2 separate regions of the Mus musculus genome follow, and region 2 is linked to region 1. Evidence: chromatin contacts called from public HiChIP or PLAC-seq data. All regions are on one chromosome and are shown on one strand. Each heading gives the region's core, a stretch centred on a gene start, on an enhancer-like site or on the middle of the called end of the contact. The rest is flanking DNA. Distances are from core to core; before and after follow the strand shown. Region 1 overlaps Rere (arginine glutamic acid dipeptide (RE) repeats). Region 2 holds the start of Errfi1 (ERBB receptor feedback inhibitor 1).

Region 1 (3,523 bases), core at 541-3,040:
GTTAAAACAGTGCCTGCTGGCATGGCGCCCTACACCTGCAATCCCAGGACTCCAGAAGCAAGACAATCTCTAGTTCAAGGCCAGTCTCTGCTATAAAAACCCTGACTCAACCAAACAAAAACAAAAACTCAAATAACAAACAGCCCCAGGCTGTGACTACATTGAGGCAGACAGCCCTCAGCACCACAGCACACTTGCTGGGAGACATCAGGCAGCACCTAGAGATGAGCTGTGCAGAGTACAGTGGTCAGAGCTTAAATGCTCTCCATTTTGCCTGCTGACTAATCCCTCACATCTACTCACATTTCTTCCCAGGCTGGCTGTGCCAGTAAAGAAAGCTACATTTGAAGATTTTTGTTTGTTTGTGTTTTAGTCTTTGAGACAGACATCTGTCTCCTAAAGTGCTAGGATTAAAGGTGTATACCACCACCACCTAGTGAATAAGATCTTTAAAATATAAAATAAGGTGTTACAACTGGGTTTCTTTCTCTTTCCGTACTTAATTTTACTTGTGTGTTCCGGAGCACCTTCAGAGACCATAAGAAGTCAGACCTTTGAGCCAGAGTTATAGGTGGTTGTGAGCTGCCCCACATGGGTGCTAGGCACTGAAATTAGGTCCTCTTGAAGGGCATCAAGAGGTTTTGACCACCAGCCATCTTTCCAGACCACAACTGTACTTCTAAGAAAAGAAAATGGAGTGAGAGTTGGAGGGGGGGGGGGGAAGCTTTATATTAAGAAACTCTATGGGGCTGGAGAAATGGCTCAGTGGGTAAGAGCACTGACTGCTCTTCTGAATGTCCTGAGTTCAATTCCCAGCAACCACATGGTGGCTCACAACCATCTGTAATGGGACCCGATGGCTTCTTCTTAAGTGTTTGAAGACAGCAACAGTGTACTCATATAAACTAACTAACTAAATCTTGGAAAGGAATTAATTGATTGATTAGTTCTATGATTGGGTCAAAGAGGTCTTTCAGTGGTTAAAAGCACTGGCTGCTCTTCTTCTAGAGGACCCAAGATTCAATACCCAGATCCAAAAGGCTGCTCACAACCATCTGTTACTCAAATTCAAATGCAAGCCTTGTCTACTACAGAGAAAGTGTCAAGACAGCTAGTTTTACACAGAGAAACTTATCTCAAAACAACAACAACAATAAAAGATTCAGTAATTATAAGCACTGGCCGCTCTTCTGGAAGATTCAAGTTTAATTTCCAGCACCTGCAAGGTGGCTCACACCTCCAAGTAATTCCAGTCCCAGAGGCTCTGACTCCCTCTTTTGACCTCTACCATCACTGCCTACACATAGTGCACAGAGATGCATGCAGGCATTCACATGCATACATAAATGTGAGAAAAGAATAGAATAGAATATACCTTGGAGTGTTAGGATTTTGAGGCTGTGTAAGTAGTTCCCAAACATTACTGAACAACCTCAATTTTACTTAAACCTCCATTTTAACAACAAAATAGCCATCTTGGCTCAACAGGCAGGGACAAGGAACCCGAGAGCCTGCACTGCCCACTGTGTTGTGAGCAATTAAGACAGTCAGTACCTGCACTGGAGGGACACAGTGAAGAGCAGAGAACTCCTCAGTGTTACTCCGTAGCTGTCCTACAGCTGCCTGTTCTCAGAGTAGCAACCCAGACTACAAGCCCACGCTTTCTTATGTAAGATTAAGCATTGTTTACCTAAGGTTATATCGGAAATTAAATAAAACTTCATGCTGAACACTGGAGTAATTCTTAATCTCTTAATGCTAACAGAACTTTGATGACTCATTCTTCCATCTGGGAGAACATGCTGACACAGGTCATTCTGCCTAGAGATGTAGTTCTCACAGAGCTAGTCTGCAAATCATCTATAGAATTTGCCCCCAGAAACATGACTGATTTCCCTGCTATCTAGCATATTAAAACTCCAAAATTTCCCACCCCATCACAAAAACTTAATAAAGACTAACTGTACCTTCTCTGGGAAACCCAAAGCCTGCGATGCGAGCCAGATCCGCCTGCATTGAAACGCAACCTGCAGAGCACAAGCTCATCCCTCATGGTTCTGTTTCACAACTGTCTCCTCTTTGCCTTCTTCACCCATGGCACCGAGACTGGAGTGAGAATGCGATCTGATGAGAACACTCGGACACGACCACCTGCACTTACAAATAACCAGAGTACAATCTTTCCTGAGGTAGTTGTTGGAAACTAAGAGAAGGGCAGCTAAGATGTCCAGGACAAGTGCTTTCGTGCCTTCCCTCCCCACAGGCTCCTCTCTCCTACAGAGCTGGGCCAAATCAAACTGTCTTCTTGCTAATCTGCACTGCATCTGAGCAGGAGCCACTGCTCCCTATCGGTGAGGGTGGTGCTCCTGTCCACATTCCACTGCTGGCAACAGCAGACAGAGCTGTACACAAAGCCTTCAGAGGACAATCTCCCAGGAGCCACTCTTCCATTCATATAAAGCAGCCATGTTTGCAAGATGAAGAGAGACCATCCTTATGTTTTGAGTATAGTCATCCTGAGATTTTATAAGAAATGGCCATGTATGTGAGAAATGAGTTATTTTGGGATCTGTATTATAAGATAGGTTCCCTGTGGGTGATCAGGATCTAAGTCTATTAGGCCTGTTTATTTTTAACATACAAGGTCAGGGGCCATGTAACTCATCTACCCAACAGCAGAGTGACAGCACTTAGAATGAGAGACCTGGCTTGGAGGACAGCAAATTCCAGAACATCTGGGAGAGGAGCTAGCCCTGTCTTCTCAGAAGTGCAGGACACTTGGCAGTGTTTACATCGATGCACTAACACCCAGACCTCTGTGTAAACAGTTGAGAGATCTGCAGTGGGCAGCCTCAATCATTCTGAGACACTGCTCACTCCTAGTATTTTAATCTACTAACCATATTTTATACATATGTTAAAGAAAGGCAAATGGGGAAAAAGGAAGGAAGAACTGGGTATCTGCACAGATGTAATTCTAAAAGGATCTGACTTGTTATTCTCTCGGGTGCCATGAGGTTAACACGTAATACCCACTCAACTAACCCTCTATAAACAGTTGGTTTTCCTAATCACAGCCACTATTCCCACTTCAGTGGGCAGCAGCATTCAGAGGAAAGCCAGACCTAGCCCCTGTATAACAAACTCCAGAAACCAAGTGTTAGGAAAGCTGATGTCCGTTGCACAGGCACTTTTATCAGACATAAAGGCCTGTAGTGAATGGGAGGAATGGGACTCCTACAGGAGCCTCCAAAGGTAAGGAGACCTGCTCCCACCCAGGGACTCCTGTAGGCTCTCCTCCACCTTTCCCGAGTAACTCAAGAGCAAGGACAGGTGACGGGGAGAACAGCTCCAGAGCAGAACCACTGTGTGCATGGTGTGGCGGCAACGGTGCAGAGCTCAGCGGGAAACACTTTTCTAGCATGATGACGACCAGGGTCTGATCCCTAGCAAGCACACATATGTGCACACAAAGACTTGTTTTCAACAGAATATAATAGATTGGGAAAATATTTTTATATAC
Region 2 (3,523 bases), core at 734-3,233, 280 kb before region 1:
TATGCTGACAATCAGGTCAGTTGCAAGCTGGTGTGGTGCACCTGTAATTTAGGGAACTTGCTTTTAAAAGCTACTATTAGTATGAGCTGAAAGGCAGTATTCATCTAGTACAGCTTTGGAGAAGTGGCAATAAAGACTCAGTTTCATAAAACATAAAACACCTAGAGACTACGACATAATTAAGTCATACAAAAGGCTCACCAGTATCTACTATGAACCCAAAGTAGGAAATCCAACTCATTAAAAAACAATAATTCTACCTCTCAAAAATATGAGAAATCCAGACATTTCATAGCAGCTATTAACAAGGAACAACAGATTTTCTTTCCAAACCTTATCAGTTCTTGGACCAATCCTGTTAAGCCTTAAAATGTAAACCATGCTTTCCTGCATGTATTTAATCAACATGAACTATATTCAAGGCTGTGTAAAATAAGAGCTGTTCAGGGCATTTTCCAGCCCTTAAGGAGTTTACCATCTGATTTATTTGCCAAGATACAGATTTACAGTTTGAGATTTTTACCACTGATCAGCAAATGTCCACCAGTGCACAGGAGAGGGAGTGAAGGCCATGACAGAGTGCCCAGCCTTTTTAAACATCTTCATGTATTTCCTCTCAAACCTGATAATATCCGCCAGAGTTGACAGGTTAGTACGAAACCAGCTTATTCCTTACAAAATTTGCTCTTTTACTGATAAAGGTATTTAGATTATCTTTGGTCTCTATTTTGGTAAAATCTCTCTTAAAATCTCCATGTTTCAAGAAAAAAAAAAATTTAAAGGCAAGAGCCACCACAGTGAACTCAAAAATGTCCCAGTCTTAATAGATGCATATTCACTATACCTGTATAGACTTAAGGAAGTGTAAAACTGTAGAACTTTTCTTTTTTCTTTTTTTTTCCAGGATGAAAAAAAAAAAAAAGGCAATTTATACCTCACCTTTCTTCACCCCTGACAGTTGCCTGGAAACCAGTCCTGCCCTACCTGTGCTACAGGTGTACCTCCCGTCACATCTCTTTTAAAGCTACAGTCTCTATTCTTACTACACTTAAGTTTATGACTAACAATCTATTCACATTTTTATCAGGTAGGAGACTGGTTTCTTTCAAGCAATGATGAAATCCTAATAAAGACTGAGGAAGCACCCATCCAGCACCACCAATCACGATTAATTTGAACAAAGATAGGATATACGTATAAAAACAGGATACTGCCAAGGAGCCTTGGCGTTTGAACAGTTCTGTCTGCATTTTCACTCCTTTAATATATAAGTCATTTAAGGCAAAGAATCATGTTTCTGGAGAGGAAAAGGCCACGGAACAACTCGGATGAATTAAAACAAATATTTTTTTTTAAAGGGGAATGACCTTCGTCGCCGAGTCTCACCGAGACTCAAGACTGGTACCAACCAGGGACTAGCAATCTCCGAGCCCACCCGCGACAGCTTCTCGCAGAAGCTTTCCGGGCCGGACCGACGGGTGCGCGGGGTGAGAGGGAAGATGGAGGGGGCCGCAGCAGTTCCACCGCATCCCTGGGCCGCAGCTGCACCGGGAAGACCGTGGAGCCGCCGCTCCGGAGCCCCAGGCTGTGGAGACGTGTCGTGTGCGCGCCGGTGCATGGCCCCGGCGAGAAGCCGAGGGCGCCCGCGGCCCGCCGCTCCTCACGCACCCCGGCCCATCCCGGGAAGCGGAGTGCCGGAGGCTCCGGCTCCAGCCCACCGCCCGTCCGCCCGCCCTCCGCGCCCCGGCCCCACGTCTCCCGACGCCCGCCAGGCCCCTTACCCCAAGGGAGCGGGACCCCGCGGCGCCCTCCCGCGCATGTCCGTCCCGGCTGGCTCAGCGCCGCGGGCTTAGGGGCCCGAGCATCGCGCAGGCGCCTCGCCGCTCTCTTGCCCTCGCTCTTTCTCTCTGCTCGCTCGCAGGCTATGCTCGCGCTCGCTCGCTCGCACAGCTCACGCTCCGCGCCTCGCACTCGGCCGCCGACGCCGGCGCAGCCGACGCCCGTATTTATACGGTGAGCGACAACGTGACGTCAACGCCCGCAGCCCCGCCTCCTTCACGCAGCCAATCCGGGCGGGCGGACGCTTAAAGGGGCGATGCCGCTACCGAAGAGTTTGCGTGGGGCCCGCCGGGCGGCGCTAGCAGCCTCGTCTCCTGAGGGGACGTTTCTATTTGGGCCGCCTCTGTGCGAGCTGCCTAGCCTAAGGACACCGAGTTTTCCTTAGAAGGTTGTGAGCGGCCCTGTTTCCATCCCCGGGGAGGGAAGTGACGCTGAGATGCACTTGGATCCAAGAAACTCAGGGAGCGGGAGAAAATGGGGATTGGAGAGGAGAGGGGCACCCCGAGGTGTATATATGTGTGTGTGTGTGTATGTATGTATGTATGTATGTATGTATGTATGTATGTATGTATGTATGTATGTATATCGAGGGATGGTCGAGGGATGGCGAGGAGAGTGATGAAGAACGGAGGGGGACGGTGAGGAACAACGAGGGACTGCTGTGATGATGCGAGAGAGATGAAGGGCGCTACAACCAGGGATGGATGACCATGAAGAAAGTGGTCTCTGGGAAAGAGGGCAGCGGACTGAGGGGCAGTAAGGGACAAAATGCGTCTGAAGACAGGAAGGGGCAGGGAGTGTCTGGCTAAGGACAATAAGGGATGGAGGGGCAGTGAGGAGCAGTGTGAGGCACTGCGGGACTTATAGAGAACCTCACTAATTGATCTAGGTAGTTAAGGGACGGTGTGGGAAAGGAAGGGACAGAATGGAAAGGTGAGGGGCAGCGCAGAAAGGTGAAGGACAAAGGGGACTGGGCAGTGGGCCATGCTGTGTGGGCAGGATCAGGGAGGCCTCACTCCAGGCTCCTCTGTACTTGGCTTGGCCTCCAGCAAGGCTAGGCTGATCCCGGGCACCTCCCCCAAACCTGCCCCCAGCCCTCTTGGCTTACCTGTCAAAGTGCTGTTCTCCATGTCTTTTGGCCCCAGGGTGGCCGCTGATGCCCAAGGACAAAACGCCATCAAGTCTACAGGGAGGAGGGTTCGTGGGGCAGAAATCCGGTGATGCAACTTAGGTTTATAGTTTAACCGTAAAATAAATAATACAATGATAAACCAGAGTAGTTCAAGAAAAAAGGCAAACAGACAGAAGCCCTCCAGTTTGGACTAGTACAAATTCCTCTTAATGGCACTCCACAGAGTAGAGAGCGCAGACCTATGGCTGACCTCTGTGGTCCGCACACAGAGCCCTTCCTGCACTGCAGCAAGAATGCCTGATAGTTATAGGCTTAGCACCACCTAATTGAGCCAGTTTAACATATGGAATGAGGTGCTGGCCTCATTATCTGGTTAACTATTAACTTTGTGCCCCACGAACCAAGTTGCTTCTTCCAGTATTGACTTGATTTTTTTTTTTAATTGAACTCAAAGGCCTTAACTTTAAACTCAAGGCCTGATGCACTGGATTTTTAAAAAGAAAAGAAAACTCTAAAGTCTTGCTTTGCCCACTCTCAGCGGCAGGCTACCAG

The links. HiChIP or PLAC-seq counts read pairs in DNA pulled down with a chosen protein or histone mark.
Region 2: an HNF4G HiChIP or PLAC-seq map of pancreatic cancer cells shows a contact between it and region 1. The contact joins the promoter of Errfi1 here to the enhancer-like site in region 1. A contact is called at or near these places in 2 of 39 promoter capture datasets (hippocampal neurons and macrophages), 2 of 484 Hi-C or Micro-C datasets (both in uterus), 4 of 115 datasets of contacts at active chromatin or transcription factors (bone marrow-derived macrophages, extraembryonic endoderm stem cells, microglia and 1 more) and 2 of 9 other capture datasets (adipose tissue and liver).

Annotation. Positions count from the first base shown.
Region 1 is chr4:150,574,733-150,578,255 of GRCm38.p6, reverse strand. The region is part of intron 12 of Rere (arginine glutamic acid dipeptide (RE) repeats); the gene reads right to left. Among named protein-coding and RNA genes, the nearest start is that of Slc45a1, 76 kb to the left of the region's middle. Within about 2 kb of position 1,790, at least 37 of the 459 cell types and tissues checked have an H3K27ac peak or open chromatin away from gene starts, as enhancers often do. A contact at or near this core is called in adipose tissue, bone marrow-derived macrophages, extraembryonic endoderm stem cells and 3 more, where this site is marked.
Region 2 is chr4:150,853,530-150,857,052 of GRCm38.p6, reverse strand. It overlaps Errfi1 (ERBB receptor feedback inhibitor 1), which reads right to left and starts at 1,983. Exons shown (of 4, transcript NM_133753.2): 1 at 1,782-1,983. It overlaps 1700045H11Rik (RIKEN cDNA 1700045H11 gene), which reads left to right and starts at 2,104. Exons shown (of 4, transcript NR_040649.1): 1 at 2,104-2,227.